Regions from separate parts of the Mus musculus genome. Here region 1 is linked to region 2. The links are chromatin contacts, called in public promoter capture Hi-C maps. All regions are on one chromosome and are shown on one strand. The core of a region is the stretch at or near the end of the contact, and the rest is flanking DNA. Distances in the headings are between cores, read along the strand shown.

Region 1 (3,770 bases), core at 772-3,271, 80 kb before region 2:
CAAGAATATTCACTCTGGGTTCCTATCCTCAAAAACAGATATCTCCACTATTCATTCACAAATGTTCACTAATGGTGTCTTTCCTACTTGTGATAGCTAAAGGTAGAAACAAATAAATGCATTTTTAATGTGGTGTTTCCAATAACAGAATATCAATTTGTCCCAATTCTTGAGAGTTGTCTGTCCTCTGTGCCCTGCATGTGCCCTGCATGTGCCCTGCAGAGTGCATGTGTGCACACTCAAATAAGTAAAAAAATAAAAAAAAAATAGAGAGAGAGAAAGAAAGAAAGAAAAGAAAAGAAAATAGAAAGGAAAAAGAAAAGAAAAAGAAAGCTGTCAGGCCTGGGGGCAGCTCTCTCAGTGAAGTGCTTGTCACACAAGCATGAGGACTGAATCTGGCGCTGGTACTCCTGTGAAGATGCCATGCGTGTGGTGGGCACTTACAATCTGAGCACTAGGAAGAAGATAGAACAAAGTGGATCCCTGAGCCTCTCTAGACCGCCGGCCAGCCTAGTCTGGTTGGTGAGCTCTGGGCCAGAATCCTTTCACTCATCACACTTTCTGGTTTCTTATTCTTTTAAATATGAATATACTGGATTTGGCTGTTGTTATCGATCACATTCTTAGCCATTCTGTGGAACTCTCCTAGTTCAGTTAGTTTTTCTCTGGATTTTTCTGAATTGGCAGGAATATCGTCTACATGGAGAGACGGTGCTGCCTCATTCTCTCTAGTTGGTTTGTTTATTTTGTTTTGTTTTGTTTTTTGAGACCGAGTCTCACTATGTAGCCCTGACTGTCCTGGAACTAACTTTGTAGGCCGAGCTAGCCTTCAAATCACAGAGATCTACCAAATTCTGCCTCCCCAATGCTAGAATTAGAGGGCGTGCCACTATGACTGGTCCCTGCCTTCCATTTTTAATTTGCTGTCAAGTTTAAACATTTATTTATTTATTTATTTATTCATATTTTTATGAATATAAGTGTGTACTTATACTTTTCCTAAGTGTATGTAAGTTCACCATGTGCCTGCAGTGCCCCTGGAAGCCAGAAGTGGGCACCAAACCTGGAGTACAGGTAGTTGTAAACTACCATACCCATGTTGGGAACCAAACCCAGGTCCTCTGCAAGAGTAGCAAATACTCTTAAGAACTGAGCCATCTCTTCAGCCCTTGCTAACAACTAAAATAACAATGACGACGATGATGATGATGACGACAATGATTATGATGGTGTTTAACTTTCTTAGTGCTGCTTGTGTATCTTTGAAAAACTTGCCGGGCAGTGGTGGCACATTCCTTTAATCCCAGCACTTGAGAGGCAGAAGCAGGCGGATTTCTGAGTTCGAAGCCAGTCTGGTCTACAGAGTGAGTTCCAGGACAGCCAGGGCTACACAGAGAAACCCTGTCTTGAAAAACAAAAAAACAAAACAGAAAAGAAAGGAAGAAAGGAAGAAAGGAAGGAAGGAAGGAAGGAAGGAAGGAAGGAAGGAAGGAAGGAAGGAAGAAAGAAAGAAAGAAAGAAAGAAAGAAAGAAAGAAAGAAAGAAAGAAAGAAAGAAAGAAAGAAGAAAAACTCATTGGGCTGGAGAGATGGCTCAGTGGTTAAGAGCACTGACTGCTCCTCCAAAGGTCCTGAGTTCAAATCCCAGCAACCACATGGTGGCTCACCACCATCCATAATGAGATCTGACACCCTCTTCTGGTGTGTCTGAACACAGCTACAGTGTACTTACATATAACAATAAATAAATCTAAAAGGAAAAGAAAAACATGTCATTTCCCCCCTTTACCATCTAACTGGCATCCAGAGTGACAGATTTCCAATTTCCTAACTTTAAATTGTCCATTTGTGAATAAAGAGAAAATGCATATCAGTCTGCAAGCTCGAACAGCACTGACCTTGGTCTTCAACTCTCCTGTTTCCTAGGAGACTGCAAAGGGAAGATAAGTGGGGGCATTGTGTATGCAGCCTTTGCTGTGTGGGCTTGGAGGTGTTGATGGTGGGCGTCAGGCCATCTGCTCACACAACTAGAGCTGTAGGAAGCAGTGAGAGATGCAGGCCAGCACGCTGAGCCAGAGTGATTCCCTCAGGCCTTGCTGTCCATAGCAGCTGCATGTTCCCCTAGGATGTAGCGACAGCAGGGCTCGGGTGGTGGACAACTGTTGGGCCTCTCAGTGAGGTGTAAGTGTGTCTCCTGTGTTTCTTGGGCTCTGCAGTGAGCTTGACTCTTAAAGTGACGCTGCACATCCATCCCGATGACCAGAAGGCGTGCGTGCATGTGTGGGAGTATTTGTATATTTGTCCGTGTATACATGATTTGAGTGTACACGTGTGTGGGCATGTACATGCATGTGGAAGCCAGAGGTTGAGAGCAGGTCTCTCACTGAACATGGAGCTGGGTGACTCTGCTGGGCTAGCTGGCTAGTGAGCTCCAGGAATCCTGTTTCCACCTCCATCAGCATGACAGGTGCTCAAATCCACTGAAACAGGTTTTTTTTGTTTTTGTTTTTGTTTTTTTTAACATGGGCTCTGGGAACCCAGACTTGGGTCCTCACACTTGTATGGTAAGCACTTTGCCAACTGAGCCAGGTCCCCTGACCCAGGACATACTGATTTTATACAATACCAGATTCTATTTTTTTAGTGTTTACTGTAGTATTTCTGCCAATATATTCACGACTAAATTTGGATTGAATTTTCTTTTTTCATACCATCCTGGGTTAGTTGGGCATTGGTTGTGTAGGTCTAAAATCCTTATTGGTAATTCCAAAATTAATTGTTTTTTGAAAACTAGCAGCAGATACTTTTGTTGTTTGTTTGTTGGAGGTAAAGAAAGATTTTTGAGTAAACCTGAGGGGCATTAAAACCTATTCTGAGCTTCTGAGGCACGCTCAAACTTCTATGTATCTGCTTAATATATTTTGTCACTGGGACACTTGACTGTGTGAAGTTAGTCCAGCTGTACTATATTACTATGGAGTCAGATATACATATCTTTTAACTCCCAAACTCATATAAATGTAAAGATATATACTGTGTGCACCTGTGTGCATGCGTGTGCTTGTGTGTGCATGTGTGTGCTTACACAAGTGTGTGTGCATATGTGCACACAGGTATTCTTGAAAGTCAGAGGATGCCGGGGTTACAGGTAGTTGTGAGCCACCAAACAGATGCTGAGAACTGAACTTGGGGCCTCTGCAAGAGTAGTATATGCTCTTAGACACTGACCTATCTCTCTGGTCTCCCAAACTTATATAAGTTTAGGATGAACAATTGTAGACCTTTTTTAGCCTAATAAGATGCACTGGGTCATATTCCTTTGGGTTTCTGTCTGTTTGTTGGGTTTGTTTAGTTGGCTGTTTGCTGTAGTTTGCATAACCCAGGGGTAGTCTGTTTCTTTAAAGCATGGTTGTTGTTATTGGTGGTGGGTAAATTTTCATAGGACTTGGTTGGTTCTTTGGGGCTCTTCTGTTTGCCTGTACCCACACTAGCCAACCCAATAGGTTAGGCTGGCTGTCCTGTGAATTCCAGGGATCGCCTGTCTCTGCCCACCCCCCATGCTGGACTACCATCACACCTGTTTGTTTCTTTGTTTGTCTGGTTTAGTTTTGTTTGGTTTTTAAGGACAGAGTTTGTCTATGTAGCCCCAGCTCTCATGGAACTAGTTCTGTAGAACAAATTGGCCTCTGACTCAGATATCCGACTGCTTCTGCCTCCCAAGTGCTGGGATTAAAGGTGTGTGCCACCGTATCCTGAAACACACCCTTTTTT
Region 2 (3,808 bases), core at 837-3,336:
ACCAAACCTGAGTTGAAACACACACTAAATAAATAAATAGATGTAATTTTTTAAAATTCTGTTGTGTTGCAATCAGAAATTCAAGCCAATTAGGTTTCAATTTCTTTAGGCGTGTGTGTGAAGGCCACTGAACTGACAGCATAGCACTAGGCTTAGAGCTAGAGTGCATGGCCTAATGTCTGAGAGCTCTATAAGATAATAAAGCCAAGTTATTTGCCTCTGAAATCAAACTGCCTTGTGGAATTCCAGCTCTCCTTCTTCTTCTGCCGGAGTTGCTCTAACTACCCATCTCCTTTCGCTTGGCCAATTGAGGGTTAAATGAATTAAAATTTACAGAACACTTAGAATAACAGTTCTCAACCTGTGGGCTGAGACCCTTTGGGGATTGAACAACCTTCTCACAAGGGTTGCCTAAGACCATAAAAGAAAACACAGATATTTACATTATGATTCATAACAGTAGCAAAATTATAGTTATGAAGTAGCAATGAAAATAATTTTATGGTTGGGGGTCACCACAGCATGAAGCTTTGTATTAAAGGGTCACAGCACTAAGAAGGCTGAGAACCACTGGCTTAGGTACCTTTCCAGCTGCTGTGAGAAGCACTCACCAAACAGTAACTAACAGGCTCCGCCGCCTCTCCATCCATTTGCCCTCTCCCAAAGCTTTAAAGGCCGTCCATTACCTAATGACTTCCAAACTTAAATCTCTTTGCCGAACCCCATAGTCCCTATTTAACTGTGCAGTGTATTTTGAGGACCTGGGACGTCTCTCGAGAACATGCCTACCTCAGAGCCCTTACCTTCCCCTGCAAATCTGCCAGCCCTTTCTCTCTCAGCCAATCACATAGAGCAAACAAGTATCTGCCTTTCTAGGAAATGCCTAGTGCACACATTGGGCACTCTTCACACTGGTTGAGGTTCTCACTGTTTTGGCAGGTGCCCACAGAAATTATGTGAGTGCTGAGGGCATTTGGAACAGGAGAATTGGTGCTTGCGGCTGCGGTGGCCAGCAGAGTTTCCTGATGGCGACCGTTCATGCCAGTCCTATCTGGTCATCTATGAGCATGATAAGTTTCTGTGCTTGGCCAAGTGGTTACGTGTGGGTCTGAGTGGCAAGAGGCCTGTTCTTTCCCATCAGGAAGTATCTGCAAGCAGAGCTGACTATGGTGAAAGTGTGTGTAGTCAGCTTCAGGTGACCAACCCCACTTCCCTACACCAAAAGCTGGCTTTCTTTTGTGCCTGTCCCAGTGAGCAGAACAAAGGGAGAGGACTCCTCTGGTGCCCTGCCCACCACACCCACCTCCACCATCTCCCTGCCGCCCCTGCAAGAAGTTTGCTCTCCTCCCTCAGCTTCCCTCTGCACTTCTCTGCGTACGATGACCTGGGAGGATGGCAGCTGAATCTCTAGGCACAAGGACAGGAACTCTCACTGACTAAATAGTTGTCTGTGGTCAGACAGGCTCCCCCAGAAAGAGAAGCCGAAGGCTCCTTTCCTCTCTTCCTCTCCCTGGTGCCTGCCAGGACAGCTGTCATTAAATGAACTGGGGTGACTCCCAGGGATACCCCACCAACCACCACACCCTACCTACCTTCTCCATTCCTGTGCTCCCTCCCACAAGTCAGAAGCTCAAAGATCTTGGCCACTGTAAAGTCAGCACTTGGGATGCAGAGGCAGGAGGGTCAGGGATCAGTAGTTCAAGGTCATCTTCTGCTACACATCAAGTTCAATGCCACTTTGGGTTCTATGACCCTGTCTCCCCTCCTCCAGCCTTCTCAGCTGGCAAGCAGCAGCCACCCCTTTGGGGGTTCACCAAAGGACTTCGAAGTTCTGAGCATCCCACAGTGCACGTAGCTTCCCCAATACACACACACACACACACACACACCACAAACTTTGGTCCCCTATAGAAGGAGTGACTGAAGAATTACTTCCAAGGGGTCACAGGCACCCCCAGTAACCTTTCCAAACCTATCTGCCCTCCCTGCATGCCCTGGAGCAGGAAGGTACAGGTCTGACCCTTATAAAAAGCTGAGGCACTGCAAAGCGAAGTCTGTCGCACAGAACTAGGGACAGATCCGGATTCTCTGGGCTTCCCCGTGGGGCCTCCCAGGGCACCTGCCCAAGGCCACCCAGAGCGCCAGCCCAGGCAGCGCCGGTGGAGCGGAGCCGGACCTCCCAGCGGCCGATGGGGGCGGTGACCGCCCGGGGCCTTCCCACGGTTCGGTGGCGCGTCACCGCGGGGGCGAGGGGGCGCCGGGGCGCCCCGGGCTGCGGTGCAGGAAAGGGCCCTGGGAAAGGGCGGCGTCGGCTCCCGGGCCGGGGCGGGGCTGAGGCGGGGCCCAACAACCAACTCCAGGGATCGCAGGGCTGGGACCCCGCAGCCAGCTTTCGGCATGAAGCGGCCCAGGGCGCCCAGTGGCTCCGACGGCGAGTCTGATGGACCCATCGATGTGGGTCAAGAGAACGATCTTAGGTAAGACAGGGTGGAGCGAGGGCCGTCCGGGGGTGAGAAAGTCCAGCACACTCAAGTTTGTGCGCAGCCCTCAGGTGTCAGCCAAGATGCGGGGGCGTGTGCAGCGACTCCAGTGCGTCCATAGCACCAATGCGGCAGATTCCTGAGTACCCTGAACCATAACACCCTGAACCAACTATGGTTCAGGGAGCTGGGATGGGAGGACAGTTCAGCTGGAGGATATTCTGTCGTTTGGCTACCCCCAGGGACGCCCCTGAGAAGTTTTCCTGCAGACCTAGGAAACCTTCATAGATGTAGATACCGCATTCCATTGCCCATAGTTTGTCTACTATGAAGACTTCTGTACTTTTCCAATTTCACTCTTCTTTGGGAACAGTTTTCACATAGTACACAAAAGGACTGGGGGCTGTGTCCTTTTCGCTTTGAGCATACTGGGATTTGTGTTTAGGTACTGAGGGAAATAATAGCCAACTTGCAAAAGCCTAGACTCCAATCTTCAGCACCCCTTCCACCAAACCACCAAGCCGCCAATGCAGTTTCTTTTTTGTTAAATAATCTAACTTCTAACCTGTGGAACAAACTGAACTTGTACAATCCTTGCTACCTATCAGCTCGGTGACTCCATAAGCTTCAGTTTTCTGGTCTATAAAATGGGTATACATGATGAAGCTAGCTTCATAGCGGGTGTAGACATCAAACGGAAGAATGTCAAGGCCTTAGCAGTAGTTCATGGTGAGTGCTTAGTGGTGTCAGGCTCTAAGTCTCCAGGCCTTGCCACCCAGCCCACAACCGCCACCAACTCACCTTAGAGCTTTTCCTTTCCTTCCCTTTCTTCTTTCCATTCTTCCTCCCCCTCCTCTTCTTCCTTCTTCCTTTTTCTTCATCCACTGCTAGGGATTGGATCCAGATCCTGGTGCATGCTACCCAAGTGCCCTGTCACCATGCAGTTCTGAGCCTTCGGTTCCCCTGCCTAGGCCTGTTTCCACATAGAGAAGAGGATGCGAATGGAAAGAAAAGGAACCGGCCTCTGGAGCAGGTGTCTCTCTTGCTCTACTAAACCTTATTTGTCTCTGACCACCCTGTACATGCCCCGGCACGTGCACACATACATAGAATGACTGTTTTAGTTTGTCTAGGTTTTTCCTCAATGGTTTCTCTGTGTAACTTGGCTGTCCTGGAATTCACTCTGTAGGCTGAGCTGACCACGAACTCAGAGATCCACTTGTCTCTGCCTCTCAACTGCTGGGATTAAGGCTCGTACCACCACCACACATCTAACTTTTTTTTAAGAGGCTACAGCTAGGCATGGGGACATATGCCTTTAATCCTAA

The links. Promoter capture Hi-C pulls out the DNA fragments that hold promoters and counts their contacts.
Region 1: a contact with region 2 is called in a promoter capture Hi-C map of hippocampal neurons, with 2.3 times the contacts expected there. The contact joins the enhancer-like site here to the promoter of Heyl in region 2. A contact is called at or near these places in 18 of 39 promoter capture datasets (the 3T3-L1 cell line, 3T3-L1-derived adipocytes, the HPC-7 cell line and 11 more), 5 of 484 Hi-C or Micro-C datasets (the AML12 cell line, astrocytes, cerebral cortex and 2 more), 8 of 115 datasets of contacts at active chromatin or transcription factors (bone marrow-derived dendritic cells, embryonic midbrain, embryonic stem cells and 2 more) and 3 of 9 other capture datasets (adipose tissue, liver and pancreatic islet).

The regions. Positions count from the first base shown.
Region 1 is chr4:123,151,145-123,154,914 of GRCm38.p6, forward strand. No RefSeq gene overlaps it. Among named protein-coding and RNA genes, the nearest start is that of Ppie, 13 kb to the left of the region's middle. Within about 2 kb of position 2,022, at least 12 of the 459 cell types and tissues checked have an H3K27ac peak or open chromatin away from gene starts, as enhancers often do. A contact at or near this core is called in cerebral cortex, forebrain and hippocampal neurons, where this site is marked.
Region 2 is chr4:123,231,470-123,235,277 of GRCm38.p6, forward strand. Heyl (hairy/enhancer-of-split related with YRPW motif-like) reads left to right here and starts at 2,087. Exons shown (of 5, transcript NM_013905.3): 1 at 2,087-2,477. The coding sequence starts at 2,398.